4 separate regions of the Mus musculus genome follow, and regions 1, 3 and 4 are each linked to region 2. A link is a contact called in public HiChIP or PLAC-seq and Micro-C data. All regions are on one chromosome and are shown on one strand. The core of a region is the stretch at or near the end of the contact, and the rest is flanking DNA. Distances in the headings are between cores, read along the strand shown. Region 1 overlaps Cnih3 (cornichon family AMPA receptor auxiliary protein 3). Region 2 has its middle 13 kb from the start of Gm32767. Region 3 overlaps Cnih3 (cornichon family AMPA receptor auxiliary protein 3). Region 4 has its middle 20 kb from the start of Cnih3.

What was found. A called contact is a pair of places that touch in the nucleus more often than the background predicts. HiChIP or PLAC-seq counts read pairs in DNA pulled down with a chosen protein or histone mark.
Region 1: a contact with region 2 is called in a Micro-C map of the HL-1 cell line, with 2.7 times the contacts expected there. The contact joins two enhancer-like sites. A contact is called at or near these places in 2 of 15 datasets of contacts at CTCF or cohesin (the NIH/3T3 cell line and pro-B cells), 67 of 484 Hi-C or Micro-C datasets (the AtT-20 cell line, B cells, the Ba/F3 cell line and 46 more), 3 of 115 datasets of contacts at active chromatin or transcription factors (bone marrow-derived dendritic cells, embryonic basal ganglia and kidney) and 1 of 9 other capture datasets (adipose tissue).
Region 3: a contact with region 2 is called in a FOXA1 HiChIP or PLAC-seq map of pancreatic cancer cells. The contact joins two enhancer-like sites. A contact is called at or near these places in 2 of 15 datasets of contacts at CTCF or cohesin (CD8 T cells and stem cell-derived epiblast-like cells), 93 of 484 Hi-C or Micro-C datasets (the AML12 cell line, the AtT-20 cell line, B cells and 58 more) and 8 of 115 datasets of contacts at active chromatin or transcription factors (astrocytes, bone marrow-derived dendritic cells, differentiating embryonic stem cells and 4 more).
Region 4: a FOXA1 HiChIP or PLAC-seq map of pancreatic cancer cells shows a contact between it and region 2. The contact joins two enhancer-like sites. A contact is called at or near these places in 8 of 39 promoter capture datasets (the 3T3-L1 cell line, 3T3-L1-derived adipocytes, the HPC-7 cell line and 4 more), 1 of 15 datasets of contacts at CTCF or cohesin (the NIH/3T3 cell line), 8 of 484 Hi-C or Micro-C datasets (the G1E-ER4 cell line, the HL-1 cell line, bone marrow-derived dendritic cells and 4 more) and 4 of 115 datasets of contacts at active chromatin or transcription factors (embryonic basal ganglia, embryonic forebrain, embryonic stem cells and 1 more).

The regions. Positions count from the first base shown.
Region 1 is chr1:181,374,993-181,377,814 of GRCm38.p6, reverse strand. The region is part of intron 1 of Cnih3 (cornichon family AMPA receptor auxiliary protein 3); the gene reads right to left. Among named protein-coding and RNA genes, the nearest start is that of Cnih3, 24 kb to the right of the region's middle. Within about 2 kb of position 1,269, at least 15 of the 459 cell types and tissues checked have an H3K27ac peak or open chromatin away from gene starts, as enhancers often do. A contact at or near this core is called in the HL-1 cell line, where this site is marked.
Region 2 is chr1:181,551,628-181,554,393 of GRCm38.p6, reverse strand. No RefSeq gene overlaps it. Among named protein-coding and RNA genes, the nearest start is that of Gm32767, 13 kb to the right of the region's middle. Within about 2 kb of position 1,448, at least 113 of the 459 cell types and tissues checked have an H3K27ac peak or open chromatin away from gene starts, as enhancers often do. A contact at or near this core is called in the C2C12 cell line, the G1E-ER4 cell line, the HL-1 cell line and 10 more, where this site is marked.
Region 3 is chr1:181,394,108-181,396,807 of GRCm38.p6, reverse strand. The region is part of intron 1 of Cnih3 (cornichon family AMPA receptor auxiliary protein 3); the gene reads right to left. Among named protein-coding and RNA genes, the nearest start is that of Cnih3, 43 kb to the right of the region's middle. Within about 2 kb of position 1,402, at least 91 of the 459 cell types and tissues checked have an H3K27ac peak or open chromatin away from gene starts, as enhancers often do. A contact at or near this core is called in the C2C12 cell line, the HL-1 cell line, bone marrow-derived macrophages and 9 more, where this site is marked.
Region 4 is chr1:181,331,413-181,334,112 of GRCm38.p6, reverse strand. No RefSeq gene overlaps it. Among named protein-coding and RNA genes, the nearest start is that of Cnih3, 20 kb to the left of the region's middle. Within about 2 kb of position 1,347, at least 41 of the 459 cell types and tissues checked have an H3K27ac peak or open chromatin away from gene starts, as enhancers often do. A contact at or near this core is called in the G1E-ER4 cell line, the HL-1 cell line and pancreatic cancer cells, where this site is marked.

The sequences.
Region 1 (2,822 bases), core at 20-2,519, 180 kb after region 2:
GGTTCCTGGGCTGTGCCCGAGCTGTGTGAACAGAGTCCCTGCCTGTGGGATTCGTGTGCTCAGCAGTATCACGACACTGGTAATGACAGCGATGGTTGGTCCTAGCTTCCTTCAGAGCCTGGGCAGGACCAGGTAGGAAGGAAGGTGCAGGAAGACCTGATTCTCCACCAGAAGTGCTCTATGAACATTCCCAGAACCTTGTACTACAGTGCAGAGGACAGGGGAGCAGAGATTTCTGGGCCAGCAGAAAGTCCAGAGGGCCCAGTCAGGAGGATGGTGAAGGGCTCCCCGCTCTGTCAGGCACAGGCAGGTCTAGTTGCTACTGCAGGGAAATAACGAGTGAGCCCAGAGGTGTACATTTCACCAGACTCCTATGCTGGGCTCCTGCAGTGGGACCAGACCTATTGCCATCTAACAGGTGCAGTGTCTGGGAGGCTCAACCCAGGCACCTTCCCCTTTCTTCTCTGTAACAACCCCTACCTCTCCTCCACACACTGCCTGGAAGACCACCCACAGCATCTTCACATGCCAGTTACACAGAAGCAAGCCTTGGCGTCCTAAAGCTTCAGTGTTTGTGAAGCAAATAGAGTATATATAATGTTTAAAAGAAAGAAAGAAAGAAAGAAAGAAAGAAAGAAAGAAAGAAAGAAAGAAAGAAAGAAAGAAAGAAAGGGAAAGGAAAGGAAAGGAAAGGAAAGGAAAGGAAAGAAAAGAAAAGAAAAGAAAAGAAAAGAAAAGAAAAGAAAAGAAAAGAAAAGAAAAGAACCTCATCTTTGCTGAATGTCAGTTCTTCCCCTGATGAAGTGTAAGCGCCGTCATCCTTGCTCCTGATCAAGTGCTCCTTCCCCCTCACCTTCAGAACTAATGCTTAGGAAAGAATTACTAGCTGCATCCAGCCAGTGGGGACAGCTCCTGATCCATATCATCCAACCACTCAGCGGCAGAGATACACACAGTGCAGTCTTGGCAGATGGTGGCGAAGTTCCCCCTGCACCACCCAGCATCTTGTGCCTGAGTCCAGCCCTGATTCCTGCCACCGGGTCTCAAGATAGTGGGGTGCCCGAGAGCCAGCGAAGGGGTGTTCACTTCCATGGTTCTTCCTCCCTGCCCACTCTGGGCACAGCACTAATGAGCAGAGAATAGCTAGAGAAGCAAGTGGGGGTGCTGAGGGGTAAATAAATTATTCAGTGATCACGGGATCCGGAGAGACACAAAGAGTCTAGGAAGCTCTGAGTCACCCTGGAAAGCATGTGGCTTCTCCTGACACCAACATCCTTTGCAAAGAAGGGGCTTTTCTAAGCAGCCCTCCTTAAGCCAGAGCGCTGAAGCGCTGTCTTCTAGAAGAGGAAAGCAAGGTCTAGGCAAGTGCAGGAAGCCGGGCAGGGAGCACACAACAAGCCTAGGGCGCCCTTACACACTTACACACTGAAGTGCAGCAAGAGAGAAGGGAAGGTCCCAAGACAGCTACCGGATGTTGCTGTGGATGGAAGATAGGGGATCCCACACAGGCCTGCATCCCATCATCATCATGAAGAAGGCTTGAGTGTAGCCAATGGGGTAGCAGCTCCTAAGTTCCCAAGAAACAGCATTGAAAGCTAGCAGCCTTCCTGGAGCCCTTGGGTCCCTGCCTTCCTGCTGGGGAAGGGATAGGAGGAGCTACACAGGAGTCTCCATTCACCATTCACCATTCACTGTCAGCCAGGGAGTCCATTTCCCAGGCAACACAGGAGGGTTCCCTGCCTATGGAGGGAGGTACACAGCACCTTAGGTAAACCCCAAGTCAAACAGAAATCCTGGGTGTATGTGGCAGAATCATCTGGAACTTCCCAGAAGAGGGAAAGTGGAAGCGGGGACTCTTTGGGAGGGCTAGGTGTGAGAGCCGGCTGAGAGGAAGAGGAGTGACATGATGTGGGGTCTTAGAAGGTGAATGACAGAACACCCCTCATTGAGACATGATACCAGATTGATGGGCAGCACCACTGCTTCCAGAGGCTTCCTAGGTGGCACCTGTCCAGTGGAGCCCTGAACCCACGGAAGCCTCTGGAAGACAAGGCCAGGGGTGGGAAAGGAGGGACAGCAAGCCGCTACCCCTGCAACCTCTTCCTTACAGGGCAGGAAAATGAGACCCAGGAAGATGCCGAAGACAGGAAGAGACAAAAAAGATAAACCAGGGGCCACAGCCTGAGCCTAAGCCTGCCTGTCCTCCAGGCCTGAGAATCTCTGACCACTCTTAACTCTCCACCAGAATCCTGTGCCCACACTCCAAAGTGTCTCAGGGGCCGTGTATCAATCACCTAGACAGATGGCTAAGAGCCCCAAAAGGCTGCTTTGACCCTCAGAAGTGTGGAGTCTAAACTGCAGGATAGCCTTGCCCACGCCTTCCCAGGGACATGCAGTGTTTCCGAATCTCACAACTCGAGCCTTTTGTCCCCTGTATTGTTAGATGGGGAGCAATCAAGGGGGTTTCTGTCCTGGAGACTATAAACAGGAAACACTACTGCTTAATTTCTACTTCTTCCTTACCCCATCTGAGAAGCAAATGTGGCTCTGCAGGCAAGAGTGGCAGATGCCACTGGCAAAGTGGGGATAGCTGGAGGGACACAGAGGGCAGATGCTGGAATGGCAGAGAGGAGGAAGGAGCCTGAGAGACTGCCAGCATCACATTGCTCTGTCCCTATTGGCTGAGACGGTGGTGGTGGTAAGCAGACAATTCACGCAATAAGACCTCAGTCACCACTTGGGGACACCCAGTCATAACCTGGCCTGGCCTTGTGGCCTACAAGACTGTACAGAAGCAATAACACCACCGAAGGGAGAAAGGG
Region 2 (2,766 bases), core at 199-2,698:
TGTGCTGATTAAGGCTTGTTATAAATATGAAAGTTGTGTGAAAAAAGAAAGGTTGTGTATATCTTTTATCTGGGAACTAAATGGTCAAAGGTGGGGTAGAAACCCTTGATTAGGATTAAATATTTATATAACACACAGGAACCTTTTGCTCAAGTGCGACAAGCAATTCACTGGCCACAGAGCGTCAGGTGGCCATGCACAGCGTTATTCAACTTGTATTTCAGCAATAAACCTCTTACTGCAAACATTGCAGGGAGCCCACGCAGGGAGCCCCACACAGGGAGCCCACGCAGGGAGCCCCACACAGGGAGCCCACGCAGGGAGCCCCACACAGGGAGCCCACGCAGGGAGCCCACGCAGGGAGCCCACGCAGGGAGCCCACGCAGGGAGAGGGATTACTATATGGTATTGGCGGAAAACTCTAGAAACAAATCTAAATGTTCAGCAAGTGAAGTCCATAAAACAAAAAATACTATACTCATACAAGGAACCGCAATGAACTATGATCAATAGCTATAAAGGGAATGGGCCGCATCCACACTCAACTAACTTCTCAACTCGAAACCTGAAACTGTACTGTTGAGAGGAGAAATCAAGTTGATCGTATTGGTTACTGTAACATTTCAGTAACCTGCAAATGGGGAGAGGAGGACGGGAGAGGACGGAAAAAGAGAGAAGGAGGGAAACAGAGAGGGAGGAATTAAATCAATTTCTCGAGGCATTTTTGTTTTGTTTTGAGATCGTCTCCCTGTGTTGCCCATCCTGACCCATAGCTGTCTATCCTCTTGCCTTGGCTTTCTGAGTGCTAGGAACCATAACAGGCACACGCTACCATGCCTGGCTTGCGATGTCATTTAAAAGACACAATTCAGCCAACATGTAAAGTCCTCCACCCCCAATGCAGAAGTAAATGGATGCCTCTTTGGGACCCCAAAGTTCCTCAACGGGGAGCAGATATTAGAGATTTAGCCAAGAGAGATGATTGTGTTGAGTCACAGAAACCCCTGTCTGTAGCCGCACCCTCCTCTTCTTAGATATGACCGTCACATCCGTGGGTGTTCATCAGGGTGGTGAGTGGGTGTCGACCTTCTGAAGGCAGCTCTGAACTTTCCCAGTTCTCCAGCCAGCAGTGTAAGCTGCCATCTGTTCAGGGACACAGAGGCCCAGGTGCCAGGCATCCTCAAACCACACCCTCTGCTCTTCTTCTGGGTGGGGGTGGGGGTGTCTGAAAGCCCATTTTCTTCACGGGCTTTGAGAGCTCCTGTCCCCTGCAGCATATTACTAAATGCTCTCCGGGGAGCAAGGAGTGATAAACTTAGAAATCAGCCAGATCTCCCGCAGTGACTAAGGACTTAAAAGGAGGAAATGATTAAGGAATCACTGAGCTGTCTGAGGGACCAAGGAGTCCCTCCACCCTGAGTCACAGGGCATAAAAAGTTACATCATAGCCAGGGTTGACTTGCATAAGTGGGGATGCTGATGCCTGTCAGGGGACGGCTCTGCCAGGGGCAACACAGTAGTGGCACATGTGCCGAGGCTGCTCAACTGGACAGAGCTCTCCAAGTACCAGTGAGAAGCCTTGAAGTCACCCTCTTCCAGTGAACCTCTCTTTATGTCCTAAGAGTAAACATGACATGGCTGGCAAATGGACCGGGCAGCCCTGGGAAAAAAAGCAGCTGGTGTGGTTTTGCTGCCATCTGCCAAAGTCTGGAGTGCCCTCATTTGTCAGTCCAGTTCTCTGGCTGTCTCTGCCTTGCTGTCCTGGCAGCTAAGTAGGCTGTGACTCTCCCTCCCCCTCCTTACACAGCTCTTAGGCTCCTGCTGTCCTGCTCTTTCTGTTTCAGTCCCTTGGTTCTAGCAGTATCCTGCTGGGACTTGAATTCCCATGTCCTCTAAGCTGCACAGGGCTGGGACAGGGGGTTGGAGGTTTCTAATGTACAGATAAAGTTACTAAGGTTTCTGGCTTTAGGTGTCACCTAGAAGGCCTCCCTGATTACTTAACTCCTTTCTCCCATGGCAGTACAAGAACTGATCCCATAAAAGAACTTGTCAAAAACCAGGAGGAAAAGCAAGCTAGGCTCCCTCTGGTTCACCTCCAATAGCAGTGACTGCAGGATATCCTAAGCCTGACTCCCAGGCACTAAGGATGGAGGAAGTAATACCTACTTTAGAGAGGGGCAACAGCAAGTCAGGAAATAAAGTCAAGCTGCAGAGGCCACAGGACAATCCCTTGTCCTCCACTCCCCAAAGATGCCTCCCTAGTGAAGGTCCTTATTACCCTGCACAGCAAGTGGGACATCAGCCAGCAAGGACTTTACTAGCTCATTTTCTCTGTGCTAGCATAAGAAAGAGTGCAACTTGCTGGCTGAAATGGCAAAAGGGAAATAAAAACATGCAAGCAAAGAAGGAAGCAAAGAAGGAAGAGAGGAGGGAAGGAAGGAAGGAAGGAAGGAAGGAAGGAAGGAAGGAAGGAAGGAAGGAAGGAAGGAAGAAAGGAAGAGAGGGAACAAGGGAGGGAGGAAAGAAGGGAAGAAGGGAGGAAAGAAGGGGGGCAGGAAACACTTCATCTCAGATTCAAAAGTGCTTTTGACCCCTTGTGGCTCCAAGTCGCTCCATCATAGCAGCAACCACAGCCTTGGCTTTGCTGTGAAACTTTGCAGCCAGAAACTGGATCCACCCATCCTCTGGCCGTGGATAGACCCAGCTTTCTCACCAGCCTTGCAGGGAGAAAGTGAGAGGCCTCTACAGTTATCCACACAGAATCTC
Region 3 (2,700 bases), core at 153-2,652, 160 kb after region 2:
TCCTCCTATAAGTCCCCAAACCTGTGCATGAAAGACACAGAACACACCATCTCACTTCCTCTCCATGTCTTGTTCCAATAGAAGCAATGCCTTCAGAAAAATCCCAAGCTTTGGGGTCCTGTTAGAGCAGGGAGTGCCAACATTTGGAAGGCAAGCAGGCTACGGAAGCGTTTTGATTGGCTGGGATACAGAGCGCCCAACCAATGAGTGCAGCTTGAGTACTACCTAAGTCTCTTCCCTTGCTGATTCTAAGCTGCTCAGGAAAATGTCTCATGTGCTCCTGGGAAGGATGGAGCACTGGTTCTAGACTCAGACAGTTGTTTTGGGGCTCTATGAAGTACCAAGCATTTATCCCAGTCCTTGCTCAGCCATCGAGGACCATGAAGCATAATCAAAAAGTAGCTATCACTCATAACGTTGTCACTGGATAGTCTGTGCTCTGTAATGCCCAGAGCCAGCCAGCAAAGGGTCAGATCTGGAGTCCAGCACTCACCCTCTTCCTTAGTTGTCTTCGGCCTTTGCTAATGAGATTCACTTTCCCTTATGAGACGGAATAAAGAACACTTCATAGTACACCCATCAATACCAACATGGGCCGTGACCCAGCAGGCTTGGCACCAGCCCTCTGTCATCTAAGGATACCCAAACAATGTGCCCAGGAGCTAATGAGACCAAGGAAAGCACTTTAAAGCCAACACAGAGATCTCAGTCATGTCCTGACTCCACCAGTCTCATCTAGTGGGGCCCTTTGGAGAAGCAGGGTCAGCAGATGCATCTCCCCGACAGCACACACAGGACAGCTTGTTACTGTCACAGGGCAGCGGCTGCTCTTATCTTGAGCAGGGATCCCTGTGCTATGGCCTGCCAACAAGATGGGACCAGGCCAATTCCATAGCAGAGTCTAAAGGGGCAGAGCCACTTAGACTAGGCAGAGTGGGCCAATGATTAGGGATAAAATGGAACCCACCCTTCTGTCTGCTGCTCCTGTATATCTGACCCCCGACCACCAATACACCACATTCAGTCCCATGATCCTCTGATCTCTTTATACTGCCATAATAATATACATCTTAAATGTCCCCAAAGGCCTATATGTTAAAGGCTTTGTCACCAGCCTGTGGTGCTATGTGGTAGAAGCTTGAGGAGGTGTGGCCTAGTGGGAGGAAGTTACATCATTAGGAGGTGTGGCCTCGTGGGAGGAAGTTACGTCATTAGGACATGGCCTTGAAGGGCATATTGGTGGGATTTCAGCCCTTCATATTCCATCATCCCCCCACCACCTGCCCTATCTCTCTTCTTTCTCTCTTTTCCTCTAGGCAAGCAGCTGTGCTCCAGCACAGCCTCCCCACAATGACCTCATCGCAGGTCCCAAAACAGGAGAGGAACTGACCGATAACTAAAACTTACAAACTGTGAGTCAGAAGTTCCCCTCCTTTAAGCCAATCACGCCAGACACTTGAGCACAGCTAAAGAAGGCTGACTCAGCCACAATCACTGTGGTCCCTCATCTACCATTCTCTCAGACACCTCCCATATGCCCCTCATGTTACAAGCAGAGCTACCCCTAGTCCCTGTATCTTCCATCTTTATAGGTACCTACCTACCCATCACTAGCTCCCTGACCTTGAATGTACCTTTTACCTCCCCAGACTGTGACCTTTTTGTTTATAAAATAAGAAGACTAATGTTCCTGCCTCAGCGGGCTGCAGGGAGTGTGGAGAAGAGGCCTAGCCCACAGTACAGAGTACAGAAATGAGAATTCTGCTAGATTTGAGCACGGACTCCCTCTGTGTCCACACTGAGGGGCAACTCCACAGGGAGCTCGGGCTCTGTGTGAGTCACAGGGACCCTGCTGGGATTCAATATCTGTCTCACTGATTTGTGTGACTGCAGGCAAGTTTTATTAACCTTTCCAAACCTCAGTTACCTCAAATAATAAAAAAAAAGAACAATAATACCTCCATCACTTCAAATATAAAGAAAGGACAATTATAGTTCCTATCTCAGAGCCACTGCAAGGAGCAAAAGAAATGATGGGGACTAGAGAGATGGCCAGCTCAGAAATGTGCTCGCCATACTGAAGGGCTTTCCATGTGAGCGTGAGGACCACTTAAAATGTGTCCATGTGTACCCGTGACCACTCACACATGCACACATATACACATGAAAACATACAGAGATGGCTGGAAGGGGAGGGAAAGAGGAGGAGAGGGAGAGAAAAGAAGAGGAGGAAGAGAAGAGGGGAGAGAGAGAAGAGGAGGAGAGGGAGGAAGAAGGAAAAAGGAAGGAAAGAAGAAGAAGAAAAAGGAGAAGAAGGAACATATATAAAGCAAAGAGACAAAGAGTCCCAGGGCCAGTGCTCAGTAGGTAATGATGCCACTTTCTTAACTGGTTGCTGTCCCTGAGATATTTTTCCCATACTCCTGACTATGAGTCTTCATCCCTGGTCTAAGGCAAAGTCATCAGCTTGACAATCTAAGTCTAGTGAAAGCTGTCACTATGGAGAAGACACAGGTAACAACTGGAAAGAAAGCAGGTAGGTGAGAGAGACTGCAGGGTTCATTCACCCTGTCACAGCTGGGGACTACGATCAGCAGACAAACCAGCAAGGGAGACCTCGGCTGCCCTGTCCCTGGACCGACATGGAGAACATAACCTGAACACAGAACACGCTGGCATCTTCAACCCCTGTCTGGGCCA
Region 4 (2,700 bases), core at 98-2,597, 220 kb after region 2:
AGGATACATGGCATTTCTGAGACGTCCATGGTCTTACACTGGGGAGTGTGGGGGGGGTATGGGGGGTATACCACACAGTCACTTATAATTATGTCATGTGGTGGTTTGAATAAAAATAGTTCCCAAAGGCTCATATATTCAAATGCTTGGTCCCCAGCTGTGGGTGGAACTGTTTGGGAAGAATTAGTAGAGTAGGTGTGGCCTTGTTAGAGGAAGTGTGTCACTGGGGGTGGACTTTGAGGCTTCAAAAGCTCAAGCCACTCTCAGTAACACAGACATGCTCGTGCACATACACACACACACCCACACACACCACCTTGTGGACCAGCTGTAATCTCTCAGATACTTCTCTAGCACCATGCCTGCCAGCCTGCTGCCACACACCGTGCCATGATGATCACAGACTCTAACACTCTGAATCTGTAAGCAAAGAGTCCAATTGAACACTTTGTTTTAAAACTTGTCTTGGTCGTGGTGCCTCTTCCCAGCAATAGAAAGGCAGCGAAAACATGCCACACACTAGGACTAATTCCAAAGAAACAAAGCACTTCACAAAGAAGAAAACTTTGTTTTCAATTTCTCAAAGACAAGTTAGAAATGCTGAGTCATGGGGGGTGAAATTAAAATATAGCAAGTGGTAGATGTGTCTGTTGATCAAATTCAAGTTTTTCGATCCTGAGGGCTGCATATGTAAATATTTCTAGCAGTCAGTCTTTGTTCTATGACAAAAAGAATCAGCATCCCAAAAAGGGAAGATTTTACATCAGCTCTTTTCTCTGCCTTTTAATGAAACATTGTGCTCTGACAGAAAGGATCTGTGGTGGAACCAGTTATTTTTTTTTTCTAGTTTCTAAACAAGATTTAAATGCACTTAAGAAGTACCTAGCTGGCTTAAATATGATCGAGCATAATAATATCTCTGAGTCTCCCATTACTCTAAAGATATTCAAGGACAAGTTAGAGCTGTGTTGTTTATGGGCATTGTCTATCTCCATCCAACAGAAACTTGAAGATTTTTTTCCTAATGTCTTTTCTCTGTATGTTATAACTCTTAAAGGGAATAACTGAATAGAAATACAGAGGAGAAATTATAATTGCTTTTATAGCATTACAAATAAAAGTAACACCAGCAATAATGATGTGCTGAAAATGTCTCTTTTTAAAAAACTATTATGAATTTCTCAAAGAACCATGTAGTGAGTGTAATTACTTCCTGGGGTGGAGTTATAAGTGAGGCAGACACAGCTGTGAACAAGTTGGACACCAACCAGCCTGTGCTAATCTGAGGGACACACTGGAGTAGAGCGTGGTCCCCCATTGACTCACTTCCTGTTTGTTCTTGCTTCACACAGTCTCTCTCTTGCTTTAACCCTTCTTATCCCAGCTTCCTTCCTTTGAAAGTGAGCTATTGCAATCCACCCCCATTTCACGGGGGTTTGCCACTGAATGCCATGGAATTAGCTGAAGAGCTTTTCCCAAGAATAGATCCCTTCAACTCCACACCAGCCCTCTTGAACAAGAATCTCTGGGGTCGAGTCCCAGCCAGGGTAGCTTTAAAATGCTCTGGTTAGGAATCACTGAACCAAACAACCCGGTCTCTAAGCTCATCCTCTGTCAAAGTATCACATTCCTGGCTGACTATATGGTTGACCCTCTCTAGTCCTCCAGTGGACTCTCCTGGTCACCCGCCAGCCTGGCTTGATGCATCCCCTCCCCTGGAACCTCTTCAAACACGTATTCCTCTCTGACATATGCTCAAAATTTTCTAAAATTCAAATCCTGCTTCATACCCTGCCTCCAGAAAGCCTTCTCTGACCAGTTGTGACTGTTCACTGCTAGAAATGTTTCCCAGCCTCTGAGTTACCATCTGGGATGGGATGGTGATTTGAATGAGAAATGTCCCCAGCTGTGGTGCTGTTTGGGAGTGTTCAGGTGGCACAGCCCTTCTGGAGGAAGTACTGTCAGTGGGAGCAGCCTCTGAGATGAAAAGCATCAGACACTTCCAGTCCACTCTCTCTACCTCATGCTTACCGTTGAGGATGTGAGCTCTCAGCCTCCTGAGGCCACACCCGATGGTTGGTAATCTTGCATCCATACCAAGCTTCCTCATCACAATGGACTCTTATCAGGAGGCATGAGCCAAAATAAACTCTTTGTTCCATAAGTTGCTTCTGTTCACCTTGTTTTATCCCAGCAACCATCGATATCAGTGGTTTGATATATGATACATATCAAGATAAATATATCAGGATATAAAGAATGCTTAGATGGACTCATGTGATTTGAGTAATTTCTTTGGAATGTAAGCTTTAAAGAAATATGTTTTAATGTTCTATAATCTGCTTATAGAGTCCATCAATGCTCCAGGTCATTGAGATATGTCATGAGATATGTCATGTGTGTTCTTAAGCTCTATCACCTTGAACACTTGTGAACCCCAGAAACACATCAGCTGAGGTCACACAGCCATGTGACATCAAGAGAAGGCAAACTAGAGATGCCTTAAAAACAAGTTGGTAGCTATATTAAGGAGGGAAAAGTGTGTATGTATATGTGTTTGTGTATGTATGTGTGTGTATGCGTGTGTATGTGTGTATGTGAGTGTATGTGCATGTATCTGTATGTGTGTATGTATATATGAATGTGTGTGTTTGTGTATATGTGTGTGCATGTGTGTGTATGCATGTGTATGTGTGTCTG